Linked DNA regions of Mus musculus: regions 1, 2, 3, 5, 6 and 7 are each linked to region 4. The links are chromatin contacts, called in public HiCAR-type, HiChIP or PLAC-seq and promoter capture Hi-C maps. All regions are on one chromosome and are shown on one strand. Each heading gives the region's core, a stretch centred on a gene start, on an enhancer-like site or on the middle of the called end of the contact. The rest is flanking DNA. Distances are from core to core; before and after follow the strand shown. Region 1 has its middle 23 kb from the start of Abhd12b. Region 2 overlaps Atl1 (atlastin GTPase 1). Region 3 holds the start of Daam1 (dishevelled associated activator of morphogenesis 1). Region 4 holds the start of Actr10 (ARP10 actin-related protein 10). Region 5 overlaps Nin (ninein). Region 6 overlaps Nin (ninein). Region 7 holds the start of Sav1 (salvador family WW domain containing 1).

Region 1 (2,839 bases), core at 120-2,619, 810 kb before region 4:
TCAAGCAGCAAATTTCATTTCACTTGCTGCTGTCTCAAAGTGTCTCATTTGCTCATTAGCTGCGCTGAGCTGAGCTGTGGACTGAAGCCAGTGTCCCTAGCTGCCTTGGATGGGCCTCAACTATCTTTTTTTGTCTGCTGTACCTAGCACTGAGATCAAATCCCAGTTCAAGGAGAATCCATAATTAAGAAAGAGTAGCTGGGCGGTGGTGGCACACACCTTTAATCCCAGCACTTGGGAGGCAGAGGCAGGCGGATTTCTGAGTTCAAGGCCAGCCTGGTCTACAAAGTGAGTTCCAGGACAGCCAGGGCTACACAGAGAAACCCTGTCTCGAAAAAACCAAAAACAACAACAACAACAACAAAAAAACCAAATTAAGAAAGAGTAGTAATTTTTGTTTTATTTCCATCAATAATCTATTTCAAATAATTTTTATATCTTCCAGTAGAAGAGTAAGAAAGAGGAAATATTAATTTTATTTTTATTCAACCCAACATTAATGTATTCTTTGGATGATAACAACCCAACAGTGATATTTGAACATACTTTCATAAGTTTAATCTACCCCTTGAGAAGCTCAAATTACATCTGGTTCAGAATAAATTAGTTTCACATAGAAAATGAAAAACTCACGAGCCACTATTGATAGGTTCCTATTTTTAATTATTACAAAAGAACAAGCTTTAAATATTACAAAAAATATAAAGAATAAGCTATATTAAATTGTGTACAATAGCACTCAAATAAGACCTCAAAAATCTAACTTTTTCATGGGTTGCTTTGAAATATTTAATGGAATGCAATGTCTCATTGGAGCTTAACAAGATATTAATATTGAACTTGAGTATTGATTACGCGCGCCTGCTTGCTTTAGTTCTGGATTCAATTCAACATTTTTACACCTAGAGATTTGCAATGGAAAGCCCTCTGGGGTATAATCACTCTCAAGTCCACATGTGACTAAATTTGGTCCCATTTGCTGATTGTTTAAAAGGCCCTTCCTGGCAAATAAATATTAATTCTGGCTGCTTCTGAAATAAGAGGCCTCAGGGCACCTCATCTTCTTCCATTTTTAGGCGCCGCAGCGAGATGCTTTAACACTTGGGTGGAAGTGTTTTTAAAAGAGCTGTGAAGATTTGGAAGAGATTTTATTTTTAATATCCCAGACTGCATCCTCTGCCTTCGGTTGGCTTTGTTGCGGGTGCTCCATCTGTCTTGGAGATGCGGAAACGGAAAGGGCAAAATGGCTTCTGTCGATTTAAAAACGCCTTTAAAAAAATAAATCAATTCACACAGAGGATCGAGTGCTCCGATTCCTTTACTCCTGACTTCCAAAGCAGGGCCCAGGTGCCTGTCAATCTGCCAAACCAGCTGCAGCGAGTCCAGAAGCTTCTGCCGCTGCCTCCCCCCCTCCGTCCCCTCCTCCGAGGCAGAGAAAGGGGGTGGCGCCTAAGTTCCTCCTGCTCTTTAGCCCCGCAGGTGAAACGCACAGATGAGTTCCTTCCTTATAAGTTTCCTCAAAGGATGTGGTAGTCAGTCCATCCCCAGGCTACACTTAGTCTGGGATTTCTGATAGCTTTCTTCACTGTTTGAGACTACGCATTTAAATAGTGTTTTTTTTTTTCCTCTCCCTATCTCTTGTACTGAAGAGTGAAAGAGCCTGAAATCTCACCCCTTGCTGGACATTACATCCCATTTCAAGCTCTCGCTATCTTTTTCTTTTAAGCTGCCAGGTAATACCCAGGAGACGTATTCGTTGATTATATTTATAACTGGACCACTTCATAGGCGGGGTATCTGGGAAAGCTAAGGGCTTCTTCCCACTCTTCCATTGCTTAATGTTTGTTTATGTATTTATTGAGTATTTTGTAGCCTTAGAACATGAGCTGCCAAAGATAAAAGATATTTTATAATGGATGTACCACAGAACGGGTAGAGATGGTTCAGTATTATCTCAAAATAGATCTTAAAATCTAGACCCATAAAGTGACTGTGTGTGTGTGTGTGTGTGTGTGTGTGTGTGTGTGTGTGTGTACATGCGCGTGCCTGTGTGCAGTGGAGCACATATGAAAGTCAGGGGCAAATTTCAGGGGTTGGTTCTCTTTTTCCACAAGAGTTCAGAGGATTGAACTCTGATCAGGCTTGTATGGCAAAACCTTTTACCTACTAAGCCATCTTGTCCACCCTGTTTTGGCTTTTGTGAAATATTATTGTAGCCCAGACTTGCCTAGAGCTTGCAATCCTGCTGCCCCTGTCTCCCACGTACTCGGATTACAAATTGTACATTTGTTATGGTTTTAATACGAGATACCCTCAGCCACATGTTGAATGCTTGGCACTAGCTGGTGATGCTACTTTTGGCGGTGTTGGGAACTTTCGGAGGTGAGGCCTAGCTGGAGGAAAGAGGTCATTATGGCTTCTCCATGTCAGGGATCCATGGCCCCAGCTGCATATATAGCAGGGGATGGCCTTGTCGGCCATCAATGGGAGGAGAGGCCCTTGGTCATGTGAAGGCTCGATGCCCCACTGTAGGGGAATGTCAGGGTAGGGAGGCAGGAGTGAGTGGGTGGGGGATCACCCTCATAGAAACAGGAGGAGGGGGAGTGGGATAGGCAGATTGGGGGGCCGGGAGCAGGAAAGAGGATAACATATGAAATGTAATAAAATATCCAATAAAAAAAGACTTCTCCATTTCGAGTTATGCTTGGTCCTTGGTGCCTTCTTTTTTTCCTGCTTCCTGCCTATGATGTCAGTCTCTCACCGTGCTCTCTAACAAGTTAATAAAATCACTGGTGATGATCCTAAGCCACCATTTTCCCTTGTTTTTCTTTCTTTCTTT
Region 2 (3,166 bases), core at 585-3,084, 1.0 Mb before region 4:
TGTGCCAGTGATCCTGAGCTAACAGGATATTTTGATCATTTAATTTTTTTTCCTGTAAATGACAATACCTCCCTCTGAAGTTACTGTAAATTCAAGTTATGTCAGTACACAAGTGTGATAATAGTTGGACCTTTTAGACATACCCAGACTTTGAGCTCATTACTCCAAGTATCTAGTAATTACGCTTTGCTTCTTGAGTTTTACTACCCTGTGTGGAGGGCAGAATGAAGCTGGGATGCTACTGTAGAGGAGCGAGGGCTGGCTCTCAGCATTTTCCCTCAGCTCCACAAGCGGCAGCAGCTGTGAGAGGAGCTCATGCCGGCCACGTGGGGACACTGAGCCAGCCCGAAGCCCATCACTCACCTCCGAAAAGTTTGCATTTGTCCAAAAACAACAACAACAACAACAAAAACCTCTCCTCATGCTTCCTGTTGTTAACTGTAAGCAATTTAAAAAGAAGAAGAAGAAGAAGAAGAAGAAGAAAGTTCATTCAATTTCCAACTTTTAAAACCAAATGCCTAATTTTGTAACCCAGGTTGTTGTACCTTTAAATTTCCTTGGGCTACATATGTTATGTATTATGGCCCTTTAAGCCAAGGTAAGTCCTGCATGTGAGAAGTCTCTTCACATGTGCTTCCTTTGTACATTTGTTTTATCCAACACATGAGTTTTAGGGCTGGGGTCTACCTTTGGAGCAAGTGCTCAGAACATCATGTGCACACATGACGCACACATGGAGAAGAAAGAGAAACAGGCTTAAAGTGGGAGTTTCTTTGTACTGTGTTTGTAATTTTTAGATATGTAATTACTATAGCCCTGCTTTATATAACGAATGTGTTTTTATTATTTAATCTTAATACTGTAGCATGCTGTTACAGCTGGGGATGAATAGAAGAAATCCAACAAGTAAACGAATCTCCTCTCTCTCTCTCTCCTCTCCCTTCCCATCCCCTCTCTTGGATTCTCCTCCCAGCTTTTCACTGAGTATGGCAGGTTGGCAATGGAAGAAACATTCCTGAAGCCTTTTCAGGTGGGTAAAAGTTGAAGGATGGAAAATTCTTCCTGGATTTTTATGGAATCCATAGCTATGATTTTAATCAGGGTCATGGTTGTTTCCCTTGATTTACTTCATTTAAGAAGCAATCGTAGGCTGTGGTGACACTTGTCTTTGATCCCAGCACTAGGAAGACAGGATGTCTGTGGGTTCAAGGCAGGAAGATTGCTATGAATATGAAACAGATGGATGTCTCTGAGTTCAGGGCCAGCCTGATGTACACTGGACATTATCAAGGCCAGCCAGAGTTACATGGTGAGGAAGAGACCCTGTCTCAGAAGAAGAAAAGGAAGAGTTTTAAATTCCTATTCCATGCTATTTGGTATGAAGATGAGATAGATGTTGGGAAGTAAAAATGTGTCTTAGATATCTGACTCATGTGAGATATCAGCTTTTCCTTGAATTTAGTTGACTGACACCAGAGCAGATATTGGGGAAGAGGCTTTTCAAGTTCCTTTCTTAACATTAACCTCCCTGTCTGAGTGTACGAGCAACCAGCCAGGCTGCTGCTGGTGGAGCCACTGTGTTAGGGGTCTAAGAGTCACTTGTGTTCATCCCTTCAGCTATCAGACCTTTGCAATACCAGATCCCAAAGAATTAAAAAACTCCCGCGCTGGAGGAAGGAAAAGATTGCAGGCCTGCCAGCCAGAGGAGGAACTATCTAACAGGCACCACTGTGCTTTTCCAGTACTGCTTAACTGTGCACAGTTCTTACCTTGTAGTTAAACCTAAACCTCTCAGTACTCCACAATAGGCTTGGGGCGGGGTCACTGGACCCTTTTGTTTGTTCCCCTTTCCGGTGTAGCCACGCTGAATAAGTCCCCTTTCTCATTGTTTTGTCTCTTACTGACATATTGAGAGAATGGAAGCTGGCCAGACTTGCCCTAAAAACTCCAGTAACACTGGGATCAGTGGCTAACATCAAGGTAACATCTGAGCTTGGCTTAAGCTCTGTCAGTTACTGCTGCAGTCCTTCAAGTCCTGCCCTTTACAAGGACAAGAGTTAGAATTGAGTTGGATACCCTTCAGACAGTGCCTGGAGGAAGAAGCAGTTTCCATACCATCTAAAAGCTAACTCCTTCAGCTTAAGCTTCTCAAAGGAAGCCATAGCTAGGCTCCAGATAGGTATAACATCCAAGGTGGGTCCAAGAGGAATGTGAGCCACAGGGTAACCAGTGACTGACAAGGGCCCACAAAGTGAGAAGCTCTTGAGGCAAACACTACTCTGATACAAGCTCTCCATTCTCTGTGGCCAAGTGACAAACGAAGACGACTGTCACAGTTGTGAGGGTGGGGATCTGGGATGGCTTCAGAGTGTACATGTGACTTGGAGGTCTCCTATCAGACTGCATTCAAGACGTCCAGGAGCTGTCTCCTGGAAGAGCTTAGTGGAGGATTCTTTAGGACAGGTCTCAATTTGTCCCTGAAGTCCAGGCAAGGGTAGAGGAGGTGTGGAGAGAGAACAAAACCAAGCCTGCTTTAAAAATCTTCAGTGTGGGTTAGAATATTTTCTGTGCTCTTGTGTTTCTTTTTGGTCCATCTGTCAGGTGGCTTTGAAGTGTTGCATGGCAGCTGGAATATTTCTTTGACTTTTCTACTCTCAGGACTGATGCTTAGATTGTAAATTCCAGAAACAGACCTCAAGTCACTGTTCCTAACACAGGACCAGATAAACCAATAGGAACACACACACACACACACACACACACACACACACACACACACACACACACACGGCTCGGGGGAGGGAACAGACAGACAGACAGACAGGTATTATGTCTTTGGTTAAGAAAAATGCCAGTGTCCTAAAAACAAATCTTTTGCGAATCCTGCTTATTGGTGAAGCATGTAGAGGTTATGAAGTTTCAGTAAGAAGAAAGTTTGGGGGCTGGTGAAACGGCTCAGTCATCTAAGTGCTTGTTCTGAGTTGTGTTTCCTACAGCCAGCCCTGGGCGCCTGGAGACAGGCCACTTCTGGCAGCGTGAGAACCACACCATGTCAACTGTTTACTTGGACAGTTCTGGGCCAGTACAAGATCCTGTCTCAAAAACCAAATGAACAGCTCCTGAGAAATGACACCTAAAGCTGTTTGCTGGTTTCTACATGCATGTT
Region 3 (2,932 bases), core at 202-2,701, 890 kb after region 4:
AACAAAAAAACCCATCATTTTCCCTCTCCTCTGAGATGCTCCTCTAGTTCCAAGAACGTATTTCACTTGAGCCTTAGTGTTTGAAGCAGAAAAGGGAAGATAAGTAGTGATGTGATATTCCACCAGCAATTAGGTGAAGAGTAGTTGGAAATTTTAATTGTCAGTCTTCATTTCCTGAGAAGCAAAATCTTAATTTTGCTGGTGGAAGAGGGCGTGTGAGCTGATCACAGCAGTGCCATTGAGAGTGGAATGAATACAGCCCCCCCCACCCCCAAACACACACACACACACTTGGACATTTGTTCCCTCTATTTAAGTTTCTCACCTTTGGTGTTATTGAATGAGATCATGAAACCGAAAACTTTTATGTATTAAAACCAAAATCTTCCAGAAGGGTCAGAATTTCACTTCACACCCTTTGCTAACACTTGAATACACATAAAAGTGTCTGAAGATCGGGGGCAATCCTTGAAGGGTACTGTTTGCTTAAAGGTCTTAAAATTTTTATATTTTTGAAAGGAAATGTGCGGGGAACAAGGGTGGAGGGAGTGTTGTGGATTTTAAAATTTTATATATGAGTAATTAACTAAAACTTTGAGATATGCATGTTATCTTCGGAGGAGCTGAGAGCCACCAGAGCGGGAAGTCCCTAAAGGGATGAACAAAAGCATGGCTGTTCGATAGTTTTATCTCCACAGCAGCAGGCTTTCAGACGCAGGATTGTGGTGACTGTCTCTGTCTTCTATTACACAGCATTTTCATTAGTGACAGCCGCCGGTTTTTCTCAGGTTAGCCAACTAAGTTGTCCCCAGCTTTCTTCTTGACCACTCGACTCGGTCTTGGTTTAAAAGGGAAAAAAGGAAAGAGAGGAGGAAGGTGAACTAACCCAAAGTGTGGTTCAAGGAGATTCCTTTTTTTCCGCGGCTGGCGTTGTTTGATCCTTGGGGATGTGAGGAAATACTGATTCAGTATTCAACCCAGAACCCCTGGAGTCCTATGAATTAGTGGTTTTGAGCAGGGAAGGAAGAGAAAGGCTTTTATGGACCCTTCCCAGATGGGGGCAGGAGAGCCCAACCGAACAGAAGTGCCTGGCGGGTGTGCGCGAGTTCAGGACGCCCCTTGGTCCTGCAGCCTACCCGCTGGCAGGATCAGAGGTCAAGTCAAAGGGCACGGCCGCTGGGTGCCTCGCCCTCTTCCCCAAACATTATGCCCCTAGGCTTCTGACTGACCACCACTGGTTCTGCTAAACTGGAGGGCGGGGAGGGGGCGGGTCTGGGGGGCGGGGAGGGGGCTGGCACAGAGGGACAGAGATGCACCTCGGTAAATGTAGTTCCTGAGCGTGAGGATGGAGAGACTGTTTCGGCTCTGTCTGTAGGACTAGGACTACAACATCCAGAATCCTAAAGGCGAGTCAAAGCGTCCATGCGCAGTGGGTGCCACCTTGTGTCCTATCAGAGGAGACGAGGGTGATGTCACCTGCGAGTTGGTAACCTACGAGCGGCTGTGAAGGGAACTGTTTAACCGGATCCCATTGTACCGGGAGCGCAGAGCGGCCTTTCCAGCATGCAGCGGCTGCTCAGGTGAGGGGACTCCTCGGCTCGCCCGCCGCACTCATTCATTAGCGGCACCGCACCGTGGCGCGGGGTGGGCGTGCTGGTTCTTCGCGCTGTCGCGGCGCGCCCTCCTGCTGCTTCCCGGAGCTCCGGGGCCAGTAGGTAAATATTAAACTCGTCCTTCAGGTTGGGTTTGGGTGGGAACAGGACCGAGACAGCTACGAGCTGCCAATCTAGGCTTTGGAAAATGGCTGCAGCACGGCTCGGAGCGAGGCGAGCCTGAAGGAAGGCATCCCCGAGGATGGGGTCCCTCCCTTCTTTCTTTCCGAGGCGCTCGGTGGCCGTGGAGCCGGCCGGGTACATCTCTCTTCTTCCCGGCCACAGGCTCCCCGGGGCCAGGGCTGAGGGAGCTGCGGCAGCGGGCGGCGCTCCTGGGCCGCTGGCTCTGTAAGATCCGTGGGCATGGCCGTGACCGCGATTCCCCTACCATTCCTATCACCTTCGGGTCAAGTCATACTCAAAACGGAGGGGCTGACTAATCCAGGCAGTCTCCGAGTTTACTGTGTGCAGAGAGAAGAAGGAAACCTGGCATTGCGGAGGCCGCGAGCCGGCGGCTAGCTGCGGCGCGGGGAGGCTGCGTCTCCGGGGGACTGGATGGGGTTCCCCGCGTCCTGCTTCGAGGGGCGTATCGCAGTCTTGGCTCTGCCAAATGGAGCCCTGCAAAGGGCACCTGGGCGTGGGCTAAACGCTCTCCTTAGAACCATGGTGGTGATGGGGTGGTGGATAACCTAATGATAAGGTTCGCTGTGGGGGCAGGAGGGCTGGATAATCGGGTTTATCTAACTGGTGCCCAAACCAGCTGTTTGGGATTGGCTTGTCTTCTGACTAGAGAGGAGAGCAGGGCGAGGCGAGGCCGGGCCCGACCCGACCGGACCCGGCCCGGCTGGACAACTCGAAAGTCTTCTGGCTTTTCTTTTCCCTTTTTGCGTCAGCTCCATTCGTTCATTTACTCACATTCATCAAACCCTTCTACGGTCCTTTGCACGTTGCTTACAATCAAGGTTTGGGACGTTCTGTCCCCTCCCCATAAAATGTTTTACTGTGCTCAGAAATAGATTCCTCCTCTCAGTCTCTCTCCTCCACCGTCAATGTTGGGAGAGCATCCAGAGCAAATGCTGCCCGTGACCGTTTTGCCCCCATTGAATTGGTAGTTTCTTGAGATTTGAGCCGGACCTAGTGAATTGAAGCATAGTTTGCCTGCAAGACGAATCCGGTTGCCATGGCGACTTCTGCCTTTGGAATCTTAACAGCTCGCACTGCTGTTTCAATTCGTTGTGGCTCTGCGGGCAGCTGGGAGGGTGTGGTCGGGGGGGTGTGGT
Region 4 (3,154 bases), core at 304-2,803:
CTTCCTGTGCCACACCTTTGCTCTCTCAAATCGATGGTCTCTGTTTCTTTAATCTCATTACACACACACACACACACACACACACACACACACACACCAGCTTGTGTGTGTCTGTTTATGAATATCATGGTTGGGTAAGACTGGTTTCCCTTCTTTGAAAGCTTGTATGGAGCCTTCTGGTACCATGAAAGCTAGTTCTCAGGGAGGAGGCTTTCTGGTTAGAACCTCTGGGTCCTCTGTCTAAAGTGCATGGTGTCTTAGCAACAACGACTTATCCTCAACCTCTGCAATGCAACTAAGAGCAACAGCAAAGCTTGTTTGGGGAGTTTCTTGGACATCTCTGACAAACTGCTCAAACAGCATCTCCTTGCCCAGTGCTGGGATTTTTGTTAGATGACTGTGAGAAAATGTCTCTTTTGCAGACTGTCTGGACAGTTTTTTCAGTTGGGTCAACATTCTTTGCTTCCAGCCAGCAAGAGAAATAAATCAGGGTTTTTTTTGTTTGTTTGTTTTTTTAATGTACTCTTAAATCTTTCTTTTTAAAAAATACTCCACAAGAGGTTCCATTCAAACATCTGAGATTATTAAGGAATATATTTGTTTTGTGTTCATTCTTTTTTTCTTTCTGCTAAAATAACCACGATATTCTCCTTATTAAATTTTTATTTATTTGTTCTCGATTTCATGTATATGCTTTGATCATATCTTTGCATCTTGCCACCATGACACCTGGTTTCTCCTCTTCTAGAAATCCAATCAATCTCCCCAGCAACAGGCAAGAACTGCTGTCTTAGTAACTATTCTATTTCTGGGAAGAGACAACATGACTAAGACAACTCTTATAAAAGGAATCGTCAATCGGGGACCTGCTTACAGTTTTAGTTAATGATGGGGGGGTGGGGTGGCGGGCAGGCATGGCAATGAAGCAGTAGCTGAGAGCTTTACATCTTAATTGCCAGGCAACAAGGGTCCGGGGTGGGGGTTGGGGGCAGAGGAGGCAGGGAGGAGAGAGCTGCGCCTAGTGTGGGCTTTTTAAACCCCAAAGTCCACTCCCAGTGACACACCTCCTCCAAGGTCAAATCTCCATATCCTTCCAAAACTGTTCCAGTCCTCGGTGACTAAGCATTCAAACAGATGAGCCTAGGCGCGCGGGGGGGGGGGGGGGGGGGGCGTTCGCATGTAAACCACCACAAATACTGCTGTAATTAAGGAGCATTTCCGCCTTCCCAATCCAAGTTTTGAATTTAGATCTTAGGATCCTTTTCTAGAACTGCTTCGGGGAGAGTGAAAGCCAATCTCTTCTGAGCAGACTCTATCTTGTGTGTTCATTGCGGCGACTAAATGTCATGATAAACGACCAACACAGAACTGGAGAATGAGAAAGCGATCTCAAGTTCCTGCCTCCCCTCCTAAGCCGCTAAAAATCCTTACTACGCCGCGCAGGCGCCCCCGGCCGCTGAGCGAGAGGACCCGGGAGGCTCCGCCCCTCTAAGGTGTCCGGCGCGCCTGACCGCCTCGGCCTCCGCGACGTCAGGCCTCTCCTTGGCCAGCCCGGGTCCTCGGCTTTGTGAGGACCCCGCCCCGCCCCCGCGCTGAGGCAGCCCCCCCGCCGGGCGGACCACTTCACCCTCTCTACGTCGGTCTCTCAAAGATGCCGCTCTACGAGGGCCTTGGGAGCGGCGGCGAGAAGACAGCAGTCGTGATCGACCTAGGAGAAGCTTTCACCAAGTGAGTGGCCATGGGCGGCTGTGGGCCCGAGGGACGTGCCGGTGGTCCCGGACTGGCAACCGTCTTTAGGCCCGCTGGGCACCCGGGACCTTCCCCCGGCGATCCCGCGAATGCTAGCTCACATCGTTGCCTTAAGGCAAAGCTCAGTCCACACTCAGTGATGAATGTGTTGTCAGGGAGGACTCTCTTGGGCAATGCGAACCTGTAGGATCTGGTGGCCTGAGTGGGATCTGGACTCCTAGAGAAGCCCAGGAAGCTCGGGGAACGGTGTCCCCCACCCCACCCCCGTCTAAGGTGATCAGGGGCCATCACTTTAACTTTTGACAGCGATGACCCAGATTGTGCTTGCCTCTGGCTGGGTCAGATTGGAAGGAAACCATCGAATTGTAACGCTTGCTGACTCTTTCCACCATAAAACATTTATGGGATGGAGCCCCATTGGTTCTGGAAATAGATTGTTCTCCAGGAGTGTAGGAAATCAGCTATGGAGCCCTGGCACATGAAGACAGGAAGCCGCATAGAAATGAGACGGGAAATTGTTGGTTACCTTATAATACTCTTAGACCCACATTTTGCACTTTAAAAAAGCAGTTTGTAAGCACGGGAGTAGTGGTCCTCGAAGTGGCAGTCAAAGGTAGAGATAGCAAAACACAAATTCACAAGCCTTGGAACATCTGGACAGTATGAGAGGATGCTGGACGGTTTTAAGTTCTTTGGACCATCCATTTAAGAGTCCTTGTATTGGACTCAAGAACAACACAGAATTACATGACATATATGTATATATAAAGTGATGTTGTGTATGAAATACATATTAGGCTCCAGAAAGCTGAGAGTTCCATCATATATACATATTATGTGTTTGAGGTGAAGTTATATATGAAACAGATGTGTGGATTATTTTTGCATATTTTAAACACTTCCTAACCTGTAATAGATGTTAAGCAACTATTAAATAAATGGTCATAAGAACAGACTTAAAAATTGGTCCTTAGAAGCTACAGAATTGGATTAAACATAGTTCTTGATTATCCTCTCCTTCTCTGACTCTCCCATATTCATCTTACTTTTTTAAAAAACATTAATATAATAAGTAGAGATTACTACCTGAAAATAATTATTGTGGCTATACATTGAAAATATAAATTATTATATAGGGATGTGATTGAAGACAGAAGGACATAAAAGTTTTCAAAGGCAGAACTTAAGCTACATCATTACAAAGTCCTTGAGGACTTTGAGGAGCACTGAATATAAGTAACATTGAAGTGAAAATGGAGAGAGATGTCTAGGCACAGGGGAACAGTGCCCAGGCGGGGGAAGAAAAAAAAAAAAGGTGTGATTTCCAATATGGTCATTTTAGCAACCTTTTTTCCAGCACAAAAGAAATGTGGCACTGACTACTAATTTTTCTCTTTTTCTTTTT
Region 5 (3,090 bases), core at 5-2,504, 890 kb before region 4:
TGGCCTCCTGCTGAAGATGCTTGTCTTGTAGGCCTAGGAGAGCAGCACTTCCCTCCGGGATGACTCGGTTCTGCGCGCTAGGCTTTTCCGGATGTGTCTTAATTGCTCTGTGGAACCAGGCGATTTCGTGTGCTTTTATTCTAGCTAGGAGCTTCGTGCTTCCCTGCTCACAGCACTGGGTTTCTTGTGTACACTCTTCTATGATGTGGTGCATGCTCACGACCTTGGGCGTACACTCTTTCGGAGTCTGACGGAGTTCAAGCATCTTTTCATCCGAGGCGACCTCCAGGTTTTCTGAAGGGGCTTCCCAGAGGGCGTAGCTGTCACCCTGCAGGGCGGCCCTTCCCAGCACCTTCTCCATCTTCCCTTGAAGTCTCAACACCAGAGCACGGAGTTCCTCATTTTCCACTTTGACCTCATCGTAACTCTTCTCCAGGCTGAGGAACGTCTCCATCACCTCCTCCATTTTCTTCATCTCATCCTGCAACCTGTAGACCTCCGCCGTAAGCTCTTTGTTGCTGTCCAGCGACTCCTCGTAGCGCGTCTCTACAAGTCTCAGCTCCTCCTGAAGGCAGGAGTTTTCTCGGGCGGCATCCTCGTATAATACCTTATACCTGGAAGATGCCTCCGGGAGTCTCTCCAGCATCTTCAGTTTCTTTTTCAGCACAGAGATATCGAAAAGCAGGTCCTGTTTCCTCTCGGAAGCCCGATCGCAGTCTGCTCGCAAGACCGTCAGTTGCTCCCGAAGCTGGCTGATCTGACTCTTGAGGTCCCAGGACTCGGTCCTGGTGTCTTCACTGTTTTCAAGCTCAGAAAAGCAGTCCAGGGAAGCTTCCGACGCCTCGGTTTTGCACTCCTGCCTCTGAACGGAGCTTGTCCCGGTACTTGCCAGGTCCCGGGCCTCGTGGTCTCCTAGATCGCTCAGGAAGTGCTTGGTGGCTGGACCTTGTTTCATTATGGGTTCTACTTGTTCCCTGGAACTTCCAGAAATCTCAGACGTCCCCTCCTCCAAACAAGACGAGATCACCGACCCCGGCTCTAACTTCTTCAGCCTCTGCTGCAATCGGGAAATTTCAGTAGCCATCTTTGCATTTTCCTTCACTGCATGCTCGTGAGCTCTCTGCAGGCTGATGAGGACATCTCCGTTTTCTTCCAATAGCTGCTCGCCTTGCTGAAGCAGGGACATGGCTCCATCTCCTTCTGCCTCCTCCCCTGCCGTTGCCTGGCAGCCACCCTGAAGCATCAAGAGAGATGCTGCCTGCTGCATGTCCTTGACTGTATTCTGAAGCCTGCAGATTTCTGTGCTCATCTCCGCCTTCTCTTGATCTGCTCTCTCAAGGCTTGCTCTGTGGGCGCTCTCCAGGGCGGCAAGCTTGCCCGTCATTTCTCGCCTCTCTTGCTCATGCTCAACCCGGAGCCTTTCGAGCTGCTGGCTGGCCAGCTGCTCAGAGACCCCCGTCTGGCATAGCGCCTGCCCTTGGTCCCTCAGTTCTCTCTCCTGACTTCTCTTCAGCTCAAGTATCTGGCCAGACAGGAGGCCATGCTGGCTCTCAGATGCGTTCTGTAGGTCTTTCAGGTCTTGCAGCAGCTGCTTTCTTTCCGTGCTCAGGATATTCAAACGGTCCTTGTATGTCCTCTCCAGTATCTCCTGTTCCTGCTTCATGGCCGCAGCGGTCGCCCTCTCCCTCTGGAGCGCCTCCTTCAGCTGCTCCTGGGCATCTGTGCACTCTTGTGTAAGCTCATCCTTCTCAAACTCCCACTGAGACCTTTCCTCCAGGTGCTGGTCCAAGAGGTCCCTCAGCTCCTGGCGGTGGCGAACCTCGAGGCTTTGCAGAGTTTGTTCACAGTGCTCAGTGACTTTCTCACAGTCAGCCTGGCACTGGGCTTCTATCTGAGAGACTCTTCTATTACACTCTGTTTCCATTTCTTCCCTAAATGTGGTCAACAGACAGCATTACTGAGACTGCTGCCAACTCCGGAAGCAAACCCAACATTTTCCCATACAAAAAGGAGGCTGCCGGGCAGACAATGGGACCACTTCCTACAATGCTCTGGTTCCTAGGCCATTCGTGTGTTCGGGGAGAGGCTCTTTCTTCTGGGGACCAGGAATCCAGGAAACTTATCTTTCTCTGAAGCAGGGGGAGCTTACGAAACCAAATCCTTTAATAGGCTTCCTGAATGTACTTATGTGGTTTAATGATGCCTTATACTGGCATTTCACATTGAATGACCAAAGACATAGTGACCTCACTCCTCAGCTGGGAAATATTTTGAAAGAGGCACCATAGGATTTCAGCTGCATAAAACAGGCACATTAATAACTCTCTTCTGTTTTTGCTTAATTAACAAAAGAGCTCTGCATTAAACAGGGTGGGAAACTCGAAATCTCTCAGTTATACCTGGGATTTCACACAAGGACAGTAAACACAATATGCCATTTCGTAAAGGGGAATAAATATGAGTATTCCAAATCCAGTGTACGAATGGGTTTCCTCAGAGAGCATCAGACAGCATTGCAGTAGAAAGGATCTGGTCCTCATCTGAGCACAGGAAGACAGTAAGTGTCACGCAGGGACAGTTCCTCTGACTGCCTGTCTTCCCTCCCTCTCCCACATACATACACACCAGAACAGTTCCAATGACCAAAGGAGACTTCCTGGTGAACAAGACAAAACTAGTTTGATTAACTTTGAAAGAACCTACTCAAATCCATGGGCTGCTCTGCTCTGCTCCCCCAACCCCGATCCCGTTTTCCAGTCCTCCCTGGCTGACAGGAACTCCGGAGAAAGAGTGTCCAGTAGTTCACGGTCCCCTCATTTTCTTACCTTCCCTCCTGGAGTTCCCTTCGGTGATGTTCCGAGAGCTCTTCCCTCAGCTCTTCTTTCTCTAGAGCATGCTTCTCCTCCAGGCTCAGCAGCTGCTCCTGGTAAGATTGCTCCAAGCCTCTCACCTTCTCCTCAGTCCAGGCAGCCTGGGCGAGTCCCTCTCTCTCCTGGCGAAAGCTCTCCGCTGCCTGCTGCAGCCTGGCCTGGAGCTCCCTCTCATGCTCCTGCCGCAGCTCCTCCTGGAGCTGAGCCTTTTCCTCATCGA
Region 6 (2,936 bases), core at 14-2,513, 930 kb before region 4:
GCAAGCTTCAGTTTTTTTTTTTTCCATATGTAAATTGGGGATAAATAGTTCCTGTCTCATAAAAGCAGAGTGTGAAATTGGCATAAAACCTTTGACAATGAATGAGACAGGGCTTCTAAGATAGGCGTAGGTCAGCCAACATCCCCCCTGCACATTCCGGGGCTTGGCATATTAACAGCGCGCTTTGGTTTACTTTTGGGGTCTTTTATCATCTGTGTCGTCATTTATGAGCAGCTCAGTTAGAGTCTGAACCTCTCAGATGAAGATGGTCAAGTGGCTCCACTTCCGAGGCATCCTGGATGCCAAGCAGGGCCTCCTAAGGTTAAGTCAAGACTGTGTGAATTACCTGCTGCTACAAGCTGAAGCACCACAAGCTGGCGGGTCTGAATTCCACCACTTCCTTGATGGGAAGGGGATGAATCTCTGCTCCAATTCACATCAAAGCACCTGGGGGAATCTTCTTTTTACCTAATTTATGTGTATGAGTGTGTACCTCCATGGCTTTATGTGTTCCACATGTGTGCATGCAAGTGCTCTTGGGAGCCACAGGAGGGCACTGGATCCCCTGGTGCAGTGCTGAGCTGTCTGATAGAGGTGCTGGGCTCTGAATCGTCATCCTCTCTTCAAGATAGTAAACATTCTTAGCCACTGAACCATTCCAAGTCCCCTGGTGCAATCTTCTTAAAATGATGGTTCTGGCTTAGCATGTAGCTGGGACCAGGACCCTGCATGTGTAGACTTGTTTCCTGCAACATCTTCATACTTTCATTAAAAGTCTAACAATAAACACACCAAAACTGCTCATCAAAACTCCAAGGCAGAAACCCAGAGGCATGTTTGCAAAATTATTTATTTACATTTTAAACTCTTTCTGGGATACAGTGACTAAAGTGAAATTACAAAACCAATATAAACATATTTACATTAATCTTGAACAGAAAACAATTCCGGGGTGGGTTCTAGATTAACTCCAGCTAATTTTGGTTTTACTTCTGGGTTTTAATTGTTTTGTTTTTCATCAATATTCCTTTAAGTCATGTTATGGTAATGTTCTCACAATGAGAATAAACTTACCTTGCATCATCCAAAAAAACAAAATGAAAAGGCACAACTTTAATTTGCTATTAAATAGCTGTCCAGCTGCCTGAAACTCCATCTTCACAGTGCTAAGATGTTCAAGTAGGGGCAGCCACGCTCTCCTGACTGCCTTTCCAGCGAGTGCTTTGCTCCTCAGGCTTCGACCCAGCTTTTGGCTTGGCTAATGACTCACTGGAATGCTATAGCATTGCAGGCAACCCATTCAGAACAGGACTCGACTAACACTGGACTCAGACTTTTGTGACAGGGAATGCCTTTAAGAGATGCTGACAATAGCAGTGCTCTCTTTTTCTTTACTCAGCGAAGTAAAAGGGGGGAATCACACATTTATTTTCCACATGTTAAAAAAAGTTTGCCAAGAAGCCTTAGTTATTTCTTTTTTTTTTTTAAAGTTTCTCAATACCTGCCCTGAATATTGATTTATTACTGAAACTCTAGACCTGTAAGATGTCTTTCATAATCTGTTTATATAAAACATGCTGATAGTCAAATATACAAATAGCACATTGCAGTTTCAAGGAGGGATTCACATTTAAAACGGCTTAGCTGAAATTAGAGCTTTTGAAAACAAATGAAAATACTGTTCTTCATCCTAAAGCACACAGACTTCTCTCCCCTCACAAACTCACTTTAAGAGAAAAGGCCTTTGGATAAAATAAATCCTTTCTCCCCTTAGGGGAAACAACAGAGTAAGGCTTTTAAAAATGAGAAGACAGCAGACAGGGCAATGGAGCGCTTCCCAGCAATGTCTTAGAGTCTAAACCCAGTGCTTGAAAAAGAAAAAGGAAAAGAAAAAGAAAAAGTAGCTATGGCCATAAAACACATAACTTGTGATTTTGGAGAGCGCCACTGGGAAGAAAGTCTGAGAGTTAAATCAACACATGATTGTATGATTTTACATTTGATGTTTTTAAAGCTTTAAGCTATATTCTACATGGCAGTTAAACTCCCTTGCTAAAAGATTTCTAAAATATAAACTGCTGCATGAATGTATAAGTTTAAGATATCTATAGACATTTCTCATATTGATCTTCCCTCCTCCCTATTTAGTAAGTGGGGTAAAGCAAGAAATTAACATTTTACTAAAGTAGCATTTTGATTTTGGGTGAAACAATTCTAAATGAACTCTAAAACTTTTCAAAAAATCATATTTACAGTCATTGTACAACTCTTTATGTACACATGAATACAAATTTATAAGAAACACCAACCTATACTTTTTATAATATAAAATAAAATTAAGAAGCACACACAGAAGGCCCCATGGCAGGCAGCTGTTGGAGAAATGTGCTTGCTGTTTAGTTCCAGTGAAATTAACCTTCAGAACCTGAAGCTTCCACAGGACTACTTCATACGACACAGTTTACCTCTGACCTGAGTCTAGGCCTCGACACAGTTTTCTGCTAAAGCTAATACAAGTACTGAGTAGAAAGATTTAGAGGAGGCATAGTGCCAGTGGTCAAATATTTAGATGTATGACTCTAGGGAAAGATTGATTCTTTCCCCAGTGGGAAATCAGGATCTTCTGATAGGCATAGTAGTGCAAACCCAGTGTGAACTGCTGGAGCACAGACAGTGTAATGAACTTGGTAGAGGGAGCTCTGTGCTGGTGGGTCTCGATAGTTGGGTCCCAAAGAGTCATGGTGGAATGGAAATGGCTCAAGATTTCCTCACAGTCATGTCACTTCTCAGCCTGACTTGTCTTGTGTCCCTTCCCAAACACAGCGGTTTACTTTTCTCTTGTACCCCTTGTAAAGTGACGCTCTAATTTCTCCCCTTTACCCTTGATAGCCAATGTTTTCCACAGTACGAAATTCGTAAGTTCAGATATATGAGGT
Region 7 (2,871 bases), core at 352-2,851, 950 kb before region 4:
CACTAAGGGTGTCAGAAGCTAACACTACAGTAACTTAATATTGGAATAATTAACTGTCGATGACACAAATTCTGTATGGAGTCACTCACTAAAAGACTCAACAAGTGGCATGACTTCAAATGATGCTTAATAAACTTTATTTGCAGCAAAAAGCAAGCTATCACCTAAAAAAAACAGAAAAACAAGCTCTTAAAAATGGTTTCAGTTACTGACACATCCACCCCACCAACTGTGTTGTCTAGCACTCCAACTACTAACAGAACCTGTAAGGCTGGACACATGGTCACAATGGAAAAATATGCTCTCCACCCCTTTCTGCGGGATCTTGGGCAAATACTAGGAACCCCTGTGAGCAGCTTTCCCAATTACAATATGAGGTAATGCTTAATTTAAGTCACACGGTTACTTCCAGTTTCCAAGAAGGAAACTTACACAAGGGGTCCAGCTCCTAGAATGAGAACCAAAGGATTAGCTCTCTGACTACCCAAGAATTTTAAAAAAGGAGAATCAAGGCGTTCAAGTTAAAAACTCAAATATTTTAAACGGAGAAGAAAAGCTACGTACGGGAGGGGACGGAACATATGTCGGAAAGAGGAATAAAGTTAGGAACTTGCCTGGTATGGCTGAAATTATTCTGAATACTTTGCTTTTTTTAATTTTAGGAGCAAAGCCTAATCCAAATACGTTAATGGCTTGTCTACTCTGGGAAATGAAAAGACTCTGGGTAGTGGCTACAAGTATCAGGTTCTTTGCCTCACAAGTCTGTGTCCCGCTGAAGGACTAAGGAATCCAGTCTCTCTCTCGTGTGTGTGTGTGTGTGTGTGTGTGTGTGTGTGTGTGTGTGTGTGTGTGTGTGTGTGTGTGTGTGTGTGTGTTACTTAGGGCGCTGGTAGTGGCTACAAGTATCAAGTCTCTCGTGTGTGTGTGTGTGTGTGTGTGTGTGTGTGTGTGTGTGTGTGTGTGTTACTTAGGACGCTGGTAGTGGCTACAAGTATCAAGTATCAGGTTCTTTGCCTCACAAGTTTGTGTCCCGCTGCAGGACTAAGGAAGGAATCCACTCTCGCGTGTGTGTGTGCGTGTGCGAGTGCGTGAGCCGACGAGTGGCGCTGCGATGGTCGCAAACGCGGGGCCCGGACGTACCCAGCAGAGAGGTGCCCGGGTCGAAGCACTTTTTCCCCAACACCACGGACAGCCATGCATTTCCCAGAGTCGGTCTTCCAGCACCACCCGAGGCTGCGCCGGGTCCCCACCCGCCACCGCCCACGACACTCACTCCGCAGCAGGGGCGACGTCTCCTTCTTCACGTACTTGCCCTGCACCTCGGCCGGCTTAGACACCTCGTTTTTGGTTTTCTTGCGGGACAGCATCCTCGCGGACGACTCCCGCCGCCGCCCCAGCAGCCTCGCTAGGGCCGCGAGCCTGCCGCCCGCCGCCGCCTCCCGGGCCGCCGCCGCCGCCTTCGCCTCGGGTCTCCGCCGCCCGCGCCCGCCCGCAGGCTCCGCCGCATGTTGGCCGCGCTAAGCGCGCCCGCCGCCGCTCAGTCGCAGGGCAGCTCCTCCCGGGAAGTCAGCCGGCTCAACGACGCCGCCCGAGGCCGCCTTGGGACAGGGCCGCGGCCGCCCACCAGGGCCATGGTCCGCCGCCCGGAGCCGCTACCGCTGCGGCCACCGCCTACGTCCGGTAAACTTTCCCCGCGCCGCTGGGAATGCTGGGAAAGCCGACGCGCACGGGCCGCCCCTCCCCCGCCGGGCGCGGACGCGGCTGCGTGCGGCGACTCGCGACGGGCGGGCGGCTAACGGGCCGGGTGTGGCGACCATCGCGGCCCTCAGTGCGGCTGCGCGGGCCGGCTCCCGCCGCTGGGGAGCTGGAGTCCGGGCGGTCCGGAGCCCGCTGGGCGGCGAGCGGCTCTCGCCTTGGACTTGCCTACCGCCCTGCTTCCCGCAACCGCAGCCGCGTGTCCTGGTTGCTGAGGGAAGGCAGCCCTCGGGTGTGCTGGGACCGCGAGGGCTACACCTAGTAACACAGATGACTCTTCTGGTGACAGCGTGACTACTGTAAAAACTGAGTCTCCGTTTCTTCTGTCCTCTTATTATCTCCCCCAACCCTTGGTAGCCCACCCCCTTTTGTGCCCCCCATCCCCATCCGCGCTTTCGGATTAAAAAAGAAGATGGAGTTTCTACAGCTCCTAAGATAAATTTGACGTTAGTGTATTTATTTCATCATTTTAATATGTATTCTTAATAACCACATGCCTTCTCTTGCAGTTAAGTCTTAGAATTTTGAAGCCTTTGAGCACCAGAGTTCAGAACTGGGAGTTTTCTATCTAATATATCAGATTCTACTTTGTTCTCTTTAACTCGCTCAGGTACACAGAATAACTTGGAGAATAAGATTGGGACTCACTCCTCTTGATCAAAGTAAGGCTTTCATAATGAAGAGAATGTGCTTAAAACACAGAAGCAAAACACCAACCTCAGAACAAGACACCAAACTGCTCTTTTTTTTAGCCATGCACAAAGACATTTAATCAGTTGTCTGTCTCCTGTGTTTTTATGAAATGTTTCCTTGTTAAAGGTCCCTATAATCCTATAACAAATATTTTATTGAGCACCCAGCATCCAAGGTGCTGTTTTAGGTGTCTGGGATATAACAACAAAGGTCCTGCGGTTATGGGGAAGAGAGATCACAAAAAATAAAACTAGTAAGCCATAGTATGTAACAGAGTGAGCGCTGAAGGAAGCATAAACAAGAGAGATCCCACAGCTTGGAAAGGGGGTCGGATAATGAAGCCAGTGAGAAGGCAATGCTGGAATTAGCTTGCTATGGTGCTATCTGGAGTGAGGCCTCAGAAGAGCAAATGCAAGTCACTGC

Evidence for each region. Promoter capture Hi-C pulls out the DNA fragments that hold promoters and counts their contacts. HiCAR-type assays count read pairs that join an accessible place to other places. HiChIP or PLAC-seq counts read pairs in DNA pulled down with a chosen protein or histone mark. Capture Hi-C pulls out chosen DNA fragments and counts their contacts.
Region 1: a contact with region 4 is called in a promoter capture Hi-C map of hippocampal neurons, with 2.5 times the contacts expected there. The contact joins the enhancer-like site here to the promoter of Actr10 in region 4. A contact is called at or near these places in 3 of 39 promoter capture datasets (the 3T3-L1 cell line, the C10 cell line and hippocampal neurons), 2 of 484 Hi-C or Micro-C datasets (B cells and cortical neurons), 4 of 115 datasets of contacts at active chromatin or transcription factors (astrocytes, bone marrow-derived macrophages, embryonic stem cells and 1 more) and 2 of 9 other capture datasets (adipose tissue and liver).
Region 2: a contact with region 4 is called in an H3K27ac HiChIP or PLAC-seq map of embryonic stem cells, with 5 times the contacts expected there. The contact joins the enhancer-like site here to the promoter of Actr10 in region 4. A contact is called at or near these places in 7 of 39 promoter capture datasets (the 3T3-L1 cell line, the C10 cell line, the HPC-7 cell line and 3 more) and 5 of 115 datasets of contacts at active chromatin or transcription factors (the NIH/3T3 cell line, astrocytes, bone marrow-derived macrophages and 2 more).
Region 3: a contact with region 4 is called in a promoter capture Hi-C map of adipose tissue, with 2.4 times the contacts expected there. The contact joins the promoter of Daam1 here to the promoter of Actr10 in region 4.
Region 5: a contact with region 4 is called in a promoter capture Hi-C map of hippocampal neurons, with 3 times the contacts expected there. The contact joins the enhancer-like site here to the promoter of Actr10 in region 4. A contact is called at or near these places in 3 of 39 promoter capture datasets (the 3T3-L1 cell line, the SN4741 cell line and hippocampal neurons), 3 of 115 datasets of contacts at active chromatin or transcription factors (astrocytes, bone marrow-derived macrophages and pro-B cells) and 1 of 9 other capture datasets (embryonic stem cells).
Region 6: a contact with region 4 is called in an H3K4me3 HiChIP or PLAC-seq map of bone marrow-derived macrophages, with 4 times the contacts expected there. The contact joins the enhancer-like site here to the promoter of Actr10 in region 4. A contact is called at or near these places in 6 of 39 promoter capture datasets (the 3T3-L1 cell line, the C10 cell line, hippocampal neurons and 2 more), 1 of 484 Hi-C or Micro-C datasets (cortical neurons), 4 of 115 datasets of contacts at active chromatin or transcription factors (bone marrow-derived macrophages, forebrain, large pre-B cells and 1 more) and 2 of 9 other capture datasets (adipose tissue and liver).
Region 7: a HiCAR-type map of astrocytes shows a contact between it and region 4, with 4 times the contacts expected there. The contact joins the promoter of Sav1 here to the promoter of Actr10 in region 4. A contact is called at or near these places in 7 of 39 promoter capture datasets (the HPC-7 cell line, cranial neural crest, embryonic stem cells and 3 more), 1 of 484 Hi-C or Micro-C datasets (B cells), 6 of 115 datasets of contacts at active chromatin or transcription factors (astrocytes, bone marrow-derived macrophages, embryonic forebrain and 3 more) and 2 of 9 other capture datasets (adipose tissue and macrophages).

What each region holds. Positions count from the first base shown.
Region 1 is chr12:70,129,967-70,132,805 of GRCm38.p6, forward strand. No RefSeq gene overlaps it. Among named protein-coding and RNA genes, the nearest start is that of Abhd12b, 23 kb to the right of the region's middle. Within about 2 kb of position 1,370, at least 27 of the 459 cell types and tissues checked have an H3K27ac peak or open chromatin away from gene starts, as enhancers often do. A contact at or near this core is called in cortical neurons, forebrain and hippocampal neurons, where this site is marked.
Region 2 is chr12:69,936,102-69,939,267 of GRCm38.p6, forward strand. It overlaps Atl1 (atlastin GTPase 1), which reads left to right. Exons shown (of 15, transcript NM_178628.5): 7 at 974-1,030. Among named protein-coding and RNA genes, the nearest start is that of Gm52003, 35 kb to the right of the region's middle. Within about 2 kb of position 1,835, at least 8 of the 459 cell types and tissues checked have an H3K27ac peak or open chromatin away from gene starts, as enhancers often do. A contact at or near this core is called in embryonic stem cells, where this site is marked.
Region 3 is chr12:71,829,617-71,832,548 of GRCm38.p6, forward strand. Daam1 (dishevelled associated activator of morphogenesis 1) reads left to right here and starts at 1,452. Exons shown (of 26, transcript NM_026102.3): 1 at 1,452-1,715.
Region 4 is chr12:70,936,304-70,939,457 of GRCm38.p6, forward strand. Actr10 (ARP10 actin-related protein 10) reads left to right here and starts at 1,554. Exons shown (of 13, transcript NM_019785.2): 1 at 1,554-1,728. The coding sequence starts at 1,652.
Region 5 is chr12:70,042,322-70,045,411 of GRCm38.p6, forward strand. Nin (ninein) reads right to left here. Exons shown (of 29, transcript NM_001081453.1): 15 at 2,826-3,090; 16 at 1-1,931. Among named protein-coding and RNA genes, the nearest start is that of Gm23579, 49 kb to the left of the region's middle. Within about 2 kb of position 1,255, at least 28 of the 459 cell types and tissues checked have an H3K27ac peak or open chromatin away from gene starts, as enhancers often do. A contact at or near this core is called in hippocampal neurons, where this site is marked.
Region 6 is chr12:70,010,603-70,013,538 of GRCm38.p6, forward strand. It overlaps Nin (ninein), which reads right to left. Exons shown (of 29, transcript NM_001081453.1): 29 at 833-2,936. Among named protein-coding and RNA genes, the nearest start is that of Gm23579, 17 kb to the left of the region's middle. Within about 2 kb of position 1,264, at least 7 of the 459 cell types and tissues checked have an H3K27ac peak or open chromatin away from gene starts, as enhancers often do. A contact at or near this core is called in bone marrow-derived macrophages, where this site is marked.
Region 7 is chr12:69,985,401-69,988,271 of GRCm38.p6, forward strand. Sav1 (salvador family WW domain containing 1) reads right to left here and starts at 1,602. Exons shown (of 5, transcript NM_022028.2): 1 at 1,274-1,602. The coding sequence starts at 1,367.